Linked DNA regions of Zea mays: region 1 is linked to region 2. Evidence: chromatin contacts called from public Hi-C data. All regions are on one chromosome and are shown on one strand. The core of a region is the stretch at or near the end of the contact, and the rest is flanking DNA. Distances in the headings are between cores, read along the strand shown. Region 1 holds the start of LOC100193337 (Syntaxin-51). Region 2 holds the start of LOC100274295 (nucleolin).

Evidence for each region. A called contact is a pair of places that touch in the nucleus more often than the background predicts.
Region 1: a Hi-C map of bundle sheath shows a contact between it and region 2, with 2.8 times the contacts expected there. The contact joins the promoter of LOC100193337 here to the promoter of LOC100274295 in region 2. A contact is called at or near these places in 2 of 25 Hi-C or Micro-C datasets (bundle sheath and leaf).

The regions. Positions count from the first base shown.
Region 1 is chr2:7,075,201-7,079,048 of Zm-B73-REFERENCE-NAM-5.0, forward strand. It overlaps LOC100193337 (Syntaxin-51), which reads left to right and starts at 2,409. Exons shown (of 7, transcript NM_001138472.1): 1 at 2,409-2,802; 2 at 3,432-3,648. The coding sequence starts at 3,434.
Region 2 is chr2:6,828,789-6,832,367 of Zm-B73-REFERENCE-NAM-5.0, forward strand. It overlaps LOC100274295 (nucleolin), which reads right to left and starts at 1,594. Exons shown (of 2, transcript NM_001148659.1): 1 at 892-1,594. The coding sequence starts at 972.

The DNA.
Region 1 (3,848 bases), core at 1,159-3,658, 250 kb after region 2:
GTGTATTTTAAGGGGTGTTTGTTTAGAATTATAATTTGCTCAATTTATATAATTTAATAAATTTTTAACTAACACTTAGTTTAAAATTTATTGGATTATATAATCTAGATAGATTATAATCTCAAACAAACACCTCATTAATAAATTTGTCTCGTCTTTGAGTCTTCTTCTTGTCTTTTAGTCTTCGTATATATAATTAGTTTTCTAATTAAGGTTTTAGTTTTCAAATTTGATAATTTATAGGCTAAAATATAATAAAATAGAGAGACTAAAAATTAGTTTTTAAAGGCTAGTTTGAAAGTTAAAATACCGGAGAGAATTAGAGAGGTTAAAATCTCTTTTTTATTCAAAATTGAATAAGGAGATTTTACTCACTTCATTCATCCCGCTTCCAAACTGGCCCTAAAAGCCAAACACCTACTAAAACTTACCCCTTAGGCTGTCTCCAGCAACGTCCTCTATATTCATCCTCTATAGTCGTCTTTTACAGTCTCCTCTAAAAGATTCCATCCTCTATATCTCCTTTCTCTACAACAACGTCCTCTATACTCAAATATCTATATTAGAGACATTTTTTATTTTAATTTTTTTGCATACGTATTTGTCATACTCTCAAATGTATTGTACATATTTTATTTTTGCTAAACCGGTTATTTAAAGTATCCAAATGGATAGAGGACCGTTTAGAGAAACTCTATATATAGAGAATTCAGCAACGCCCTCTAAATTTAGAGGATTGTTTAAAGGACGTTGTTGTAGAGCATAGAGAACCATTTGATCTTTTATATTTAAGATACAGAACTCTTTGAGGTCCTTTGCTGGAGCTAGTTACCGCATACCCGGAGGACCATGTCACGGCCCCTGTCTTGCCATTCTCGATGCGATGCGAGGATTGTAGCCCATGTCAACATATGGGCCGTGGTTTTCTTCCCGGCGAAGTAAAATTAATTGTACAGTCGCCGCTGTCCTCCCTCGTTCTGTCTCATCGGTCGAGTTTTTTGGAACCAATGTATCACAAGACTGAGCTTCTGAAAATAGGTATCCTAAATACCGAAATTAGAATTTTAGTATTATAATCCTTTCAACTTCGGAAGTTTGCTATCGAAGTGTAATTTAGCCGATCCGTAGTCGCTGTTACGGCAGTCCATCTCACTGCCCCATTTCTTAGAACATATCGGCGCTCGAGTTGGAGACGAGCTCCAGCGCGCGCCGGCAAAGAAGAGCGTCGCCAGCTCCAGCTCGACCGCCGATCCGTTCTAAGAAATGGGACAGTGAGATAGACTCGACTGCGGATCGGCTAAATCACACCCGATAGCAAAAATCTGAAGTTGAACGGATTATAAGATACCTATTTTCATAAGCTTGTCTTGGTGATACCTTGTTTCAAAAAGCTCTCATCGGCCCCCTCCATCCGCCGGATCCGCCCGCCACTCCCCGACATCCCGGCTACCCGCCGCCCAACGCCGCCGCCCCGAGATCCCACCACCTTGAGGCTATCCGCAGCGGTTCCCTCTAAATTTTTCCCCCTATATCACTTTTTTGGGTCACATCATCAATAGTTTATCCCCTACTTTTTCATCTCCCGCAGCGGTTCCCCCTAAATACTCCCCCTATACTCCACTACAATATAAAATATTATTTTCTATACCTACTTTTTACCTACTATCAATTTTTCTACTACTATTAATTCAAACCGGGCCCACACGAACAGTGCAAGGGGGAGAGAGAGCGCGCGCTACAGCCAGCGGAGTGCTGTTCATCTCCGCCGCGTGGGGGGCCTCGCAGGGGGCCGCGCTGCGGGCGCAGGGGCGCCCCTGTAGCCGCCACTCAAGGGGAGGGGGCGGTCGCGCGGCGAGCGCTGCGGCCAGCCTGACGTCGCCCCCGCCCCCACCTGCGAGGCCGCCACCTCCATCCTAGCGTCGTCCCAGCTAACGACGTGGTGGGCTCCGCCGTTCCTTTACCCGCGTCAGGTACAGGTACATGCGCATGCACCCACGGCTAGGGGTGGTAATGGATCGCGATCCAAATGACTCTTCACAATTTGGTAGGGCCCTAACTTATTTATAGTTAAAAAATAAATAGAAATAAAACCTGATCCTAATTCGATTCGATCCTTAAGTTTTATAGCGTAAAATTTGAGGCCCATTGTCAGCCCTACCCACTGCAACGGCGTTCCGTCTTTTATATTTCTCGTCAAACAATTAACAGAAAAAGGCAATTATTGCCTCTCTTTCTTGCTCGCCACAGCTTCGTCAAAGACACGCGGAAAAGAAGAGGAAGGGGGAGGCGACTCGACCGAGGCCCGGTTTCGATCTCTGGTCCTCCGATTGCGTCCAGATCTACCAGGTTCGCCTATTCGTGGCCTAATCTTTCCTCTCTGTCCTGTTTCCTCCACATCAGTACCCACAGGGTGAGGTTACGTGTCTATTGGGATCTCGGTAGGGTCCTTCTGGGGAACGACGGCTGGGGATTTTGGTGATTTTATAGACGGATACGCACGATTCAACAATGGGGAGAAGAGCTATCATGGGGGGATTTTGGATTCATGGCGAATTCTAGCATTTTGATTCGGTCTTTCTGCGTCCAGCACGAGGCTTCTACGAATTTAATGTAGTAGGATTAATAATTGTTGTGAAGGGAGTTATCTTGTTGCAATTCTACAAGCCAGAAATTTGGTTTGAGTCTGGGATGTCTCAGCTTATCTGAGAACTATCATGATTAGATACTGACCCGTGACCAACAAGCTGGGAGCAAGGGACAGCATGCTATAGTCATCCTCAGTTGGGGTTAGCTGCAGTAGAGGCAAGCATTTTTTTTTGGCAATGTTCACTGTAAATTTTGAGTAGTCTTGTTTCTTCTAAGTGCTACCTTGGTGTACTTTAGCCCATGTCTAGTTCTATCGTGCTTAGGGGTGGTAATAGATCGCGATCCAAATGTTTCTTCACAAATTGTTAGAGCCCTATATTAATTTTAGTTAAAATTTGAATAAAAATAGAGCCCAATTCTAATCCTATCCGATCCTTAAAATTTATAGTGTAAATTTTAGAGCCCATTGTCACCCTTAATTGTGCTTAATACCAAAGGTAGGTGTGCTGGGAAAAATACTACTCGCAGATTCATGATGTATCATTTGCTCTAGTCAAACAAAGTTCTACACATGCAAATCCTTTTCTATGAAGCTTGTTGTACTCAATAATGGCATTGATAGACAGCAATGCCTAGAAACTGTCTGTTGATAACTTGCCTGTAAGAGCTTCCTGCCTTTTCAACCACAGTTCTGGTGGTGCTTTACATAGACATGAAGGGCTCTGCATGATACTAGTTTATTACAATGAAATTGTTTGATAATGGGTTACAATATTGTTGTTTATGCTATTATGCTTATCCAAATTCTGCTCACATGACGTGTTCTGTCATTTTGAATTAACCAGCAATGGCATCATCTTCGGACCCATGGATGAAGGAATACAATGAAGCATCCAGACTTGCTGATGACATCAGTTCCATGATTGCCGACAGAGGGTCTCTTCCACAATCAGGCCCAGAAATTATGCGGCATACTTCAGCCATTCGGAGAAAAATAACTATTCTTGGTACTAGACTGGATAGCTTGGAGTCATTGTTTGGCAGAATTCCTCCAAAGTCAATGTATGTCGTGTTGCAACTACTTTCACAACTTTGATACTAATGATGGGTGGAGTGCTTGCAATGATGCCTTATTTGTTTTTCTCAAGTCTGATACTTAGCAATGAAACATATAGCTATTGAATCTGAAGAACTTATTTAAACCAATGATCTGTTTTGTCAATACTATATTTGACGTGTTCTTGCACTCAAAATTGAGCTGC
Region 2 (3,579 bases), core at 344-2,843:
CTACTACCTCCGTTTTAAAATATTTGTCTTCAGCTAGTTTATTTTTAAACTAAACCACGACAAATAAAAAAGTACGGAGGTACAACCTAAATACTAGATTTAGCAAGTCCTCAAGTAATAAAAAAACGAAATTATTTAGAGAGCCGTTGAAGAGGAGTTTTTAGTTTAGCTATCTAAATTATTGATTTAGAGTCTTCTAGAGAACTACTGGAGTTGATCTTAAGGAAGTATTCCTACAAAACTGTGGGCAGAAAACAACTTGATGCATATTAATTTCCTAGAGAGAGTGGCCTGGACGCATAATAACATCGCTACAGTAACCAGATCACTGTGCGTTGCCTGAAACATGTTGCTTAGAAGTTAAGCCACTGAAACGGGACAGCAGCTTCTCGCCGGTTTTTCTAGATGGAAGGGAAAAGAAAAAGAAAAACCCCACGGGCTGTTGACGAGGCGGGGGAAAATATCTGGAGATCGAGTAGGAATCTTTCGGTGTCATGAGAAGCGAATATTCGGGGGCGCGGAGCGGGGGTAAGGTTGTAAATAGCAACCAAACAAGGGGGCGTTTGTATCCCGTGGGCCCCCACTCAGCACCACCCCACGGAACTCAAATCCCGGACCCCGCCTGGAAAAACCACACCCTAAACCCGCCAACACAAATCCGCATCCGAAAAGAGTCCAAAACAAAGAACAATATCTCACCCACTCAACGGCCCAAAGCAAGCAGGCAGGCAGGCCTTTGCGCCAGTAGGATAAATAAATAAATAAATAAAGCCAATTAAATATAAATAATATACAGCAGCCGAATCAGAGAACCGACTAGAACGACAAAATGAATGAACAGGGAGGGAGGGGGGGCTTGGCGGTGATTTTTTTTTTGTTACGGATGTTTACCTCGGCTGCGACGGCGAGCAGCAGCTTCTCCGCGGCGTCGCCGGCGCAGGCTTTCAGTTGCAGGGGCGCGGCGGTGTCCATCTGGACGGCTGCAGAGGAGGCCACGTGGGCGGGCACAGGGAACAAGGTCCGTCAGATGGGACTGCAGCATACCGTTGAGGAAAACTTAAAAACTGGCACTTTCCCAAGGCCGGCCAAAGCAGGCAGGCAGGCACAGTGAGATTTCTGTGCCCCCCTACCTAATTTTAGCAAAAACCCAATCTTAGATTTGCTCCGCAGGGGCGCAAGTACAACTGTCAGGCAAAGAAAAGCTCTTGGGAACTTGGGGTGCAAAACAAACAAACAAAAATATGGGATGAACAAGAGGGCGCTACTACTTTTTCAGCTCCTCTCGCGTGAGGAGAGAACCTGCAATGTTCGGTCAAGTATCTGTTCTGCTGCAAGGGAAACATTATTATCCCATAAACATGCATATGAAAAAGGTAGACACTGCAGGAGAGGAAAAACTAACAGGAAACAGCTGATTGAAACGACAGGACTAGGCGTTAACAGAGGAGGCACCGGATAGGATCATCCTCATCACCAGTAGTCAGGAAAGGGAGCAGGAACAGGGAGGTTACCTTGTTGCCGAGGAACGGGGGCCTTGGAGGCACAGATCTGGAGGTTTCAAGGAGGCTGCTAGTGCTCAACGGGCACAACTAGGCCAACCCCATGCCTGGCAACGGGAGAGGAAGAGGAAAAGAGGAGACTTTTTCACTCTGTGGAGCCCGGAGGAGGGCAGAGGCGCCGGGCAGGACGAAGGCAGGAGGGCAGGTGGTGGGCGCAGGATAGCCCGTGGCTACTGATGGCTGGAGGGGGCATATGCGTAAATCGCTTCTTGCCCCGGGTTTGAGGTGAGATTATGTGGACTGTGTACTTCAACGGTGGTTGAAAGAGAAAAAAAACTGATCTGGTTAATGGAGACGAAACAGACGGATGGGATTAATTAATCGGTCCGCGTGGTTCTGCGCTGCTGTTTTTTCCCCCTTCCCTGTGGCGTTCTCGCCTCAAACCACAAGGCGCCTTTGGCAACAGATCGGACTCAGTTTTTTTTTCACACACACAAAAAGAAAAGTAAACACAAGTCAGTTTCACAAAGAGCAATCCGTCGACACCGCTCAAGAGCCAAACGCACGTCGCTAACACGTCATTAGCGTCTCAGAGATGACGATACTCAAATCCTCTGCGTAGAGGACGGACCGACGGACACGCATTAAATACCACCGCGAGGAGTAGGTGGGAACAGATCACGGAGTACAGCAGCCGTTGGAGTTGGGAGCTGACATCGGCAGAGAAGAGTTCTCTGGTTCACAGCGTCAAATTCTGTGTGCAATCCCACATGTTTCCCCCTCAGAACCACCCCCGTTCCGGCACCGCAAAATCCCCAGATGACCCGTGCGGCGACAAAACTAACGTCAGCGTGTAGAGTCCAGTTATGTGTAAAGGACGCCTCAGCATAGCACCTACAGTTATGTGTAACACTCATCGTGTCGGCAGGAACCAACGTTCGTTGCTAGGTCCTGATAATAAAACATACTAGAAAAAAACCACTTGCTAGCATGAAACCAATCAAAACGGCAAGGGAAATGGGGCCCAAAACGGCAGCGAGCAATAGAGAAAGAGGGAGATAGAAAGGTCAAAAGATACGGTTGGCTTCAACAAAGCTTCAGCACGAGCATCAGGCTACTTGCAGCCAGGATGCTTGTGCAAAGAAAAGCTGGGGAAGATTAGCGGGGGCGACAGCAAATCGGGAATGTGATTCCTTTGTTCTCATCATCTGATGGGCTAAACAGCTTCAACAGCAATTCATGAACCTTCGAGTCCGAATCATTCGTAACAGGGGGTAGTAAAAGAAAAGCTCATACCTTTCCGGTTTGTGAGGCACCGACTGTGCTGGATAAATAGTATTATAGCTCTGCCATCCTTGTAGCACAATAAGCCAATGGCCCCGCAAGGAACCAGGCCAAACCGTGCCCATACCCATAAATAGTTCATGCAACGCAAAGCAAGTCCACTAGATTCCGATTCAGAATATTTCTGAAATGCACATAATAAGTGACAGATATTACGAGCCCCAATTATGAATCCATGATCGTAAACAGGGGAAAAAATTTATTGCAACATCAGTCCGGAAAGTGTGTAACATTGGCTGGATATGGTCATCATTACGCAAATGACCTCATAGAGATCCATTATAATTAATTTTTATAATTCTGTCTGGAGAATCTAAAAATCAGACCAAGTATATTAAGATTTTTTTGGCTCAGAGTCATTAATTAAGACTGCACTGAACAACTGATGAAAATCCTAAACCAAATGAACCTGGAGTATCAGGTCAAACATAACTCGAAATAAGCTCAATAAAAATAGGATGATGTATAAAAAATTGAGAACAATGATCGTGTGCTCAACAGAGGCTTAAGAGATATCATAATAAGAATGCAAACACATTTAGACATTGTTCGGTTATTCCCATTACACATTACACATGGATTGTATGGGATTGAAAAAAATTAAGTTTGACTTGCTTGGGATTTAAACCCGCCCAATCACACTCAATCCACATGGATTGAGAGCGAACCGAACAAGCCCTTAAGTATATGGCAACACAAGAATAGCAACATAACATATCAACAACTGTTAGGGAGA